Linked DNA regions of Triticum aestivum: region 1 is linked to region 2. The links are chromatin contacts, called in public Hi-C maps. All regions are on one chromosome and are shown on one strand. Each heading gives the region's core, a stretch centred on a gene start, on an enhancer-like site or on the middle of the called end of the contact. The rest is flanking DNA. Distances are from core to core; before and after follow the strand shown. Region 1 has its middle 9.9 kb from the start of LOC123131781. Region 2 holds the start of LOC123131693 (cyclin-dependent protein kinase inhibitor SMR1).

Region 1 (4,547 bases), core at 1,315-3,814, 140 kb after region 2:
CCGATGAGATCACCATGGAACATGTGGGAGTCAACATGGGTATCCATATCCCGTTGTTGATTATTGGCCGGAGAGATGTCTCGGTCATGTCTGCATGGTTCCCGAACCAGTAGGGTCTACACACTTAAGGTTTGGTGACGCTAGAGTTGTCATGGGAAATTGTATGTGGTTACTGAAGGTAGTTCGGAGCCCGGATGAGATCCCGGACGTCACGATGAGTTCTGGAATGGTCCGGAGGTGAAGATCGGTATATTGGACGAAGGGTATTGGAGTCCGGAAGTGTTCCGGGGGTACCAGGCTATGGCTAACATGATCGAAAGGTGTTTCAGGGGCCCCGACAAGTGTTGCAGGGCCTCATGGGCCAAGAGGAGGTGGCAAACCAGCCCACTAAGGGATTGTGCGCCCCCACACCGTTTCCCACATTGCTTGGGGAGGTGAGGCGCCTCCACCTGACTTGGGAGGCAAGCCTCCACCTGCTTGGCTTGGGGGGCAAGTCTCCCTAGGGTTTCCCTAGGGAGATCCAATCTGCCCTAGCCGCCGCCCCCTAGAGGAAACCCTAGGGCGCCTCCCCCTTTCCCCTTCCCCATATATATAGTGAGGGGGTGGGAGGGCAGCCATACCCTTACCCTGGCGCAGCCCTCCCCCTCCCCATGTCCTCCTCCTCTTCCGTAGTGCTTGGCGAAGCCCTGCCGGAGAACCACGAACTCCTCCATCACCACGTCGTCGTGCTTCTGGAGTTCTCCCTCAACTTCTCCTCTCCCCTTGCTGGATCAAGGAAGAGACGTCCCCAGGCTGTACGTGTGCCGAACGCGGAGGCGTCGTCCATTCGGCGCTAGATCGGATCTTTCGCGATTTGAATCGCCGCGAGTACGACTCCATCAACCGCGTTCTTGTAACGCTTCTGCTTAGCGATCTTCAAGGGTATGAAGATGCACTCCCCCTTTCTCTCTCGTTGCTAGCATCTTCTAGATTGATCTTGGTGACACGTAGGAAAATTTTAAATTATCACTACGATCCCCAACAGGAGTACCTAAGAAGTTAGGAGATCCAGGAATACCCATTATACCATGCTCCATTAAAAGAAATTATGTTAAAACTGCTCTATGTGATTTAGGAGCCGGTGATAGTGTTATGTCTTTCTCTTTATATAGAAGACTTGATTTGAATAACCTCATACCTACTGAAATATCTTTGTAAATGGTTGATAAATCAACTGCTATACCTATTGGAACTTGCGAGGATGTGCCCGTTGTGGTTGCAAATATTACTATTTTGACAGACTTTGTTATACTTGATATGCCCGAGAATGACAACATGTCGATTATCCTTGGTAGATCCTTTCTGAATACTGCAGGGGCTGTTATTGATTGCAACAAGGGCAAACTTACCTTTCATGTCAATGATAATGAGCATACGGTTTATTTCGCGAGGAAACAACTTCAAGTGAATGGTATCAATTGTATTGAAGAAAATTCAACAATCACTATTGGAGGTTTTCAATTTCCCGTCCCTTCAGTCAAAAAGAAATATGAAACTCTTATTGTTGAGGAGATACATATCCCCGTTAAGATAACTTAGTGTTATACGGAGATTCTTCATTTTCATATATTTCGAAAATGATTTGTTAATAAGACTTGATCAACCTTACTAATGGATTCTTTGTAGGAGCATGTGGTCGATGAATTTAATAAGCATAACTTACTGTACCCACTATTTACTCTATGTTATTTAAAGTTAATAAAGTGGAAATGTCAAAATTATCCTGTTTTCTGAATTTTCATGTAATAAAAATGACCTAAAAATAAAAGTTTTTGGAATGCCCTAAAAATTTAGTATTATTTAAGAATTTTGTGTGTGTGTGCGGGCGTCCATGACCGGATTTGGATCTCACCTGCCAACAAAGCATATGATCAAATGCCCTGTGGACGCAGCTCCACGTGTGGTCCTGGTTGCGTGAACTCTCAGACCTCCCCACCAATCAGCACGTACCATGAATGAAAAGGAGGAAGCTCCTCTGGCGTACGGCGCCTGCCGTTAGGCCACTGACAGGTGGGTTAAGTTTCAGTCGGGCCCATGAGTCAGCAACGGAACGGCACCCTGCCGCACGGCAGGGGATCCTCGTCCGAATGAGAAAGGGACCACCTTCAAATCCCAACGAGCATGTGTGGATGCAAGAGAAGCGCGCGGAAGAACCTGAAAATGGGAAGACAAAAGCATTCAGCCCTCGTGTAAAAAAAAAAAAAAAACTCCTCCCACGGTGGTGAGCCAGGCTGAGGCAGGAGGAGTCAGGGCGAAGGATCCCGTCGTAAAACGGCACAAGGGTGTGGACTGGGCTGCGCGCCGGGCGTTGTGATGGCCCGTGGCAGGAGTCGACAGGGGGATCATCGGATACCGTCGTGTGGAGTCGCGCGCGATTAAATTAGTGGGAAAACCCGCGGTTTCCACGCCTGGGATTCCCACTGAGCCGCCGCGCCCGCGAGTTTCCGGATAGGCGCAGGCCGCGGAGCGGCTCCCTGCCTCCCGTCCCGCCCTACTCCTCCTCCGTGTCCTGTAGAGTATTTGGCCGAGCATCGGATGCCGCCGCCCGTGCGCGTTGATTTATTCGCCAGGCCAGGGTCGGAGCCGGACACTCCCACGCGCTTCCTCACGTTCGTCCTGTCGTGATCCCCCGACGTCGACGTGTCCCGCCAAGGCGAGGCGCCTACCGGCAAGCAGCAGCAACGCCAGCGGCACCGCAGGCATCGCCGAGGGAATCCGACTCCGCCTGCCCTTCTAAGTTCAAACAAACGAGTTCGTTTAAAAAAATGTGCGTGACAGTTACTAGTCGTCTTCATGGCATACCGTGGTCTGCACTGCAATACACGTGTGCCGGTAGTAAAAAGGAAGCCCCGACTCTGTAGAAAGTAATTATTTCTTCTTCTTTTTTGCGGGAGAAAGTAATTATTTCAAAATAGCTATCCTCTATGAAGATTGGTGGTTTGTTTCTCTAGAACATGGCTTCCTCATATTAAAGATTGGTCACTGGTGATTTTAGATTCTAGAGCATTGACGTATTAATTCTTTTTTGCAAAGAATTCTTTTCTGGCTTGCCTCGCTCTATCGCCGCTGGACCGCGGATCGTCTTGCACGCCATGGAATCAAGCATGACTCCGACTGCTCACCCTGCTCTCAGGAACCGAAGACCCTGCACCACCTCCTGGTGGGTTGCGCCTTCTCCAAGATCACATGTCACGAGATCCTATCCTGGTGTCGAGCGACTATCACACCACCAGACGGATCAACCACCTTCTTCACCTGGTGGTCTGACTCCATCGACAGTTCCCCCGCAGGCCTACACAAAGGCATCGGCACCATCATCAGCCTCACTGCATGGCTCCTCTGGAAACATCGCAATGTTTGCGTCTTCGACGGCGCGCATCCCTCCAATGCGGTGCTTGCCCGCGACATCAAACAAGAGGCCCATCTATGGGCGCGAGCTGGAGCCACCGGCCTGGCCAACATACTCCATGTAACCTAAAACCCTTGTTCTAAGGCAGAGCACCCTCCCCCTCTACTCACTGCTTTCCTTACCCGCGCCACCTTGTGTACACAGTTAAGGACGGCAACCTCTTGTTCTCTGTTCTCTCTATCAATGAAATGATACGCAATCGCTGCGTATTTTTGAAAAAAAAAACAGAAAAAAAGATTAATGACTCTAGAACGGAACATGGGGAGGGTAATCCTCTCTCTTTGTTGGATCCGGTGGCAGCGCCAGTAGTCGGATCTCCTGTCCGTGAACTATTTTCTCTTCTTACTATTTTTTTCATTCTTTTACATACTGATGAGAAGTTTGTCGTGTCGCCTCACTCGCCAGGGGAACCACAGTGATTCTCCACATGTGAACTCTGCCCTGTCGGCTGGGTGCTTGCTTATCGCTAGGGATTAGTACTAACTAGCGCCACTCTTTTCTTTCCTCTAGGGTAGTACTCCTACCGCAGTACTATATCCATATTTTTAGTACCCCGATTTTTAATCCCTGTAGATACTGGAGTAACAGAGTGCTTCTTTCTGCTTGGGCTGGGATTTGCAGTACTACTAGTACGTGAGGCTTAACGTAACTTAAACTTGAGAGTTGAGACGTGTGGAACGGGTCGTTTCCAGGGCACGTCGGCAGTTAATGCTGACAGCCACAGCTGGCCGCGTTTGAAAGCCAAGAACTGGCGCGCACGTGTGGCGGGAGGAGGCAGCTGGACTGGGCGCGGTTAATTCGCTGCACTGTGCGCCGCATAGCTTTCAGCGCCCCGAGGGTGGTCTGGCGGGCCGGCCAATCAATCTCATCCCTCGCGAGTCGCACGCGCGCGCACGTTTCGCCTCGTCGAGGAGGATCTACAGTGCGTACCACCTGATCACCGTCCGCGTCCGTGCGGTGTGGACCACGGCGACCAGCGGTGGCGGCGGCGGTGTAACATCCTTGATGCGACTATATCTCCCACATGTCGAGGCATGACTTAGAGACATAATCGCATTGAAGGCATATGTCGCAAGTTAGGCAATCTTCACAACATTCC
Region 2 (4,202 bases), core at 1,113-3,612:
TAGAGCTGTTTTCCTCTTATATTTTTGGTCTGCATCGATATTGTCAATTCTTTCAACCTCTTTACATTTTGATGCTACCATCATTATCCTTCCTTGGTGTATATTTATGGGACAAGAGCCTTGTATCATAGTGATTTAGCTGGGTTAGCAACCAGAAGCAAACGAACAGTACAGTACTGTATGTACACCGTACATGACGAGCGTTGGCTCAATAAATACGAAATCGAATAGCCATCCAGGTATGCGAACGTGCTGCTCGTCCTCAGCTTTCTGCACGCGTCTTAAATGACAGCAATTGCGCGTCATGGATGCAGCAGATTGCGGTGTTAAAATTTCAAGAATGGTGCTGTAATAATGCCCATATCGGAACCATAATGATACGATACGGGCTCTGCTGCGTTCACCCGTATGGAAATCGTATACGTACACACAGCAATTTACCTAGAAAAGTTGCGCCCAGAATACAGTGTTCCCCGGCAAGGCAGAAGGATTTGAGGACGACGTGATGATGGGGGCCTGGAAGGCTGCAACGGGCATCAGGAGATCTCCCCGGCCGTACGCCGTCTCCTCTCGCAGCGCCTGCGGCCCGACTATTCCAGGACAGAAACTGCCTGCGAAGACTGAACCCCCCCCCCCCCCCCCCAACACATTCATGAGCACCAGTGGTGGCGGAATCATTCCGCCTCACGAGCTGCGGGCGCCAAAAAGCTGCAGAAACTTCGGTAAAAGTCACGGCGGCATATCATTGCTAGTTTGTACCACTGCTCTCTTTACCTCTGCACGGGTGATTCCTCCTCTCCCCTGCGGCCGGCATCGCGCAGGGCCAGATTTTTATAGTAACAAGATGCGGCCATCGCTGTGTGATCCACTGAAGGGAAGGAGTTAAGAATCCATTCGGAACCAGGGTTGCAATCAAAGGGAAACAGAACGCCACCAAGCGGGCAACGTAGGCGACAACGACGGACGGAGACAGCAGCTCGCATAGGCAGCATAGGGCCGGCCGCGCCGGCGTACGAGGCGCCCCACGCCAACCATCGTGCAAGGAAGCCAGGATTATTCCATAGAAAACTGCTCAAAATCACTGACGAATCACAGCATCTCTCGTGCCCTAGCTTCCCCTAAGCATGGCAGCGACCCACCTGGCCTTGTTCGGTTAACAATCCTCTTGCCATGGGATTAGACTCGAGATGGTTGGAGGGAATTGGGGGGATTTTGGATTTATTAACCCCCCCTCCAAACAGAACAAGGCTAAAATTCCAGAGAAAATAGACACAGGACTGAAGAACAAATAAGTGGTATGGAGTGCTTGTATTGGGAACGAGACTGCTTGGACTGGTACATAGGCAGATACAGCATCGATCGAGCGTCTCATTACACATCTATACAGCCTGCACTCCATCTCCATGGAAGGGAATTTAAACCTGTTATTACACTATGGAAGAAGGAAATTTAACCTGTTACAAGTTTACTAGTGCTACTACTATTACTCCATTGACCACGGCGCTACGGGGTATCACATACAGTAAAAAGAAAGAACTGCTCCTGCTACTACTGCTACCTAGCTACGGGTACCACGAACTGACCTAATTGAGCACGAGTACAGCAGTAAAAACGCGGTACCAAATCTTACACTAGCTGCCTACCGCGACCAGCACCGGCAGGCCAAAGCGGCTTGGCCGGCCGGGAGGCGCACGTCCTGCTGGCGAGCTAGCTCTTGCTGGGCCCCGGCGACGGCGAGGCGCTCGGCGGCGCCACCCTGCGGCGCTTGAGCTTGGCCTTCTTCTCCGGCGGCGGCGGCGGCGCGTGCGGGCGCCAGAAGAGGCGCTCCAGCTCGTCCAGCCGCAGGCTGAACACCTCCACCTCGAACAGCCGCTTCCGGCACGGCGCGGCCGGCGCCCGCGGCTTCCTCGGCGCCGGCGGGCACGTTGCGGCCGCCTGCTTCAGCTCGCTCCCCGCGCCCGTCGGCGTCCGGCAGCACTGCTCCTCCCACGCGCCTGCCTGCTGGTCTGCTCCTCCTGCTGCCGCTCCTGCTCCGCCGGCCGCTCCTGCGGCGACGTCTCCGCGCGGGGCAAGCGGCGAGCGGCACGGGGAGAAGGCCGGCGCCGGCTTGTAGAACTCGGGCGACGCCGACATGGTTGGTCTCGAATCTCGATGCCGGCCGGCGGCACCTACTCTTGTGCCTGTGAGAGGGAAGGAAGAAGGAAGAGGGGGCTTCTTGGGTTGGTGGTGCGTGGCGTATGGTGGCGGCGCGTGCGGGGTAGTGGAGGGAACGAGGGAGCTCGGGGAGGAGGGGAGGTTGCTTGGGGCACTTTGTTGCTGATGCGATGCGAGGTGGGTTTAGCTGGGGATATGCTCCGGTTTTGGGAGAAAGGGCCCGCCTTTGTAGCCGCACTTTTGTACTGGGCGCGTGTCCTTTTGTGCCCACCACGGCTAGTTCGATTTCGTTTTTGCGTTTAGGTCCTTGTACTACTGTTTCTCTTCTCTTTGTACTACTATAGTTTAGTTGTAGTACATACAGATACAGGTGGTGGAGCCTTTGTTGGCCGTATTTGACCTAAACTCCGCTTCACTTTTACCTCATCTTATCCTAAGCAACCCAAACTACTCCCTCTGTCTCATAATAGAGGAGTGTTTTTTAACACTACACTCTCAACCGTCTAACTAAAGTCTGCACTCTCCCTCTTTCATAACGCATAACGTCTTACACATAGACATTAAGTCATACATATTTTTTCCTTTTTTTTTCCGAAAAGGCATACATATTTTCTAACGAGGAAAACATATCCTACCATCCGGTGGTTTTACCTTCATGTCATATATACCCCTCCGTACTATCATATGGTAATATATACTTCCTCCGTTCCTTAATAAAGGGTGTATAGTTTTTGGGAAAATTTCATAAGTTTTGGGCGAGATTACACCTAACTAATTGACATGACAAAATAGAGGAGCTTGCCTAATATAAGGAAATGTAATCAATTCCCTAAAAACATTATCCAGACGAGTGGTACAACGCAATACACCTTATATTTCGGATTTTTTTCTCAAAAATCTATATACCTTATATCAAGGAACGGAGGGAGTATTACTTTATTCATTTAAGTATGTTCATATACTATATCTAAGATCAAAGCAAACTATATGAAAAAAACTATACGTGAGTCCATAATTTTTTGCATTTTTTAAATTTATATTTATGCGTATAAAAAAATTTAAAAAGTATATACAACCTAAAAAGCATATATACTAGCTACTATGCGTGCATACTCTCTGGTTTGATAGATACTGCATACAACATTGAAAACTCATGTGAGTGTAACAACCATCAGGTGATAGAAAACATTTGTCCTTTTCGAAATAATACTTCTCGGTTTGGGAAAATTTGTTTTTGCCACTCTAACTTTTGCCAATTTTACTTATGCCATTCTAAATTTGACATTTCACTTTTGCCATTATAGCTTTTGATAATGTATCACAACTGCCATTTCGTGACAAAAGGCAAAAGTATTATTTTTTTACTTTTGTCACTATTAGCATTTGACAATGTATCACAATTGCCACTCCAATTATTTTTGCTTTTGCCACGGAATGTCAATTGTGATACACTGTCACAATCTAAGAGTGGCAAAAGTTAAATGTCAAATTTGAGAGTGGCATAAGTAAAATTAGCAAAATCTAGAGTGGTAGAAACAAAATTTCCCCTTTCAGTTTTGATATTAAAAATATAGAAAGATTCTTGAAAACATGTCAGTTAAGTTAGTTATCTTAGAAGTCATCATCACATTAAATAACAATTTTGTGAGCGAATCTCATGAATTGTGTTAGTATCAATTCCACAAAAAAAATGGATAAATCTACTACTACTCATTCCTTTTCAAAATGTTACTCATTGTAGAAATTGCATTGGTCAACCTTTACATGTTTGATTATCAATCCAGAAGAGTTGTCAACATTGAAAACATCAAACTTACAATATTGCAATGTATAACTATTTTTAATAGATGATCAAAGCAGACCGTATAAATATCCCAAAAAACAAGCATTTCAAACACAGAGGGAGTAGTGTTGTGTTGGAATAGTGTGAAGAAATCTAAGAAAGAGTATCACCCATTGTGCACTTGACGCTTTGCCAGATTCTGATTTTGAACAAATTGTAGTAGATAGTTGCCCTATCTTTGAACCTAGCACGGGCCATGCCTCGA

Evidence for each region. Hi-C and Micro-C count contacts between places; a contact is called where the count stands out from the background.
Region 1: a contact with region 2 is called in a Hi-C map of leaf, with 3 times the contacts expected there. The contact joins the enhancer-like site here to the promoter of LOC123131693 in region 2. A contact is called at or near these places in 2 of 5 Hi-C or Micro-C datasets (both in leaf).

The regions. Positions count from the first base shown.
Region 1 is chr1A:370,391,992-370,396,538 of IWGSC CS RefSeq v2.1, forward strand. No RefSeq gene overlaps it. Among protein-coding and RNA genes, the nearest start is that of LOC123131781, 9.9 kb to the right of the region's middle. Within about 2 kb of position 2,565, at least 6 of the 8 cell types and tissues checked have an H3K27ac peak or open chromatin away from gene starts, as enhancers often do. A contact at or near this core is called in leaf, where this site is marked.
Region 2 is chr1A:370,252,333-370,256,534 of IWGSC CS RefSeq v2.1, forward strand. It overlaps LOC123131693 (cyclin-dependent protein kinase inhibitor SMR1), which reads right to left and starts at 2,363. Exons shown (of 1, transcript XM_044551393.1): 1 at 1,279-2,363. The coding sequence starts at 2,133. The coding sequence ends at 1,708. It also overlaps the pseudogene LOC123051529.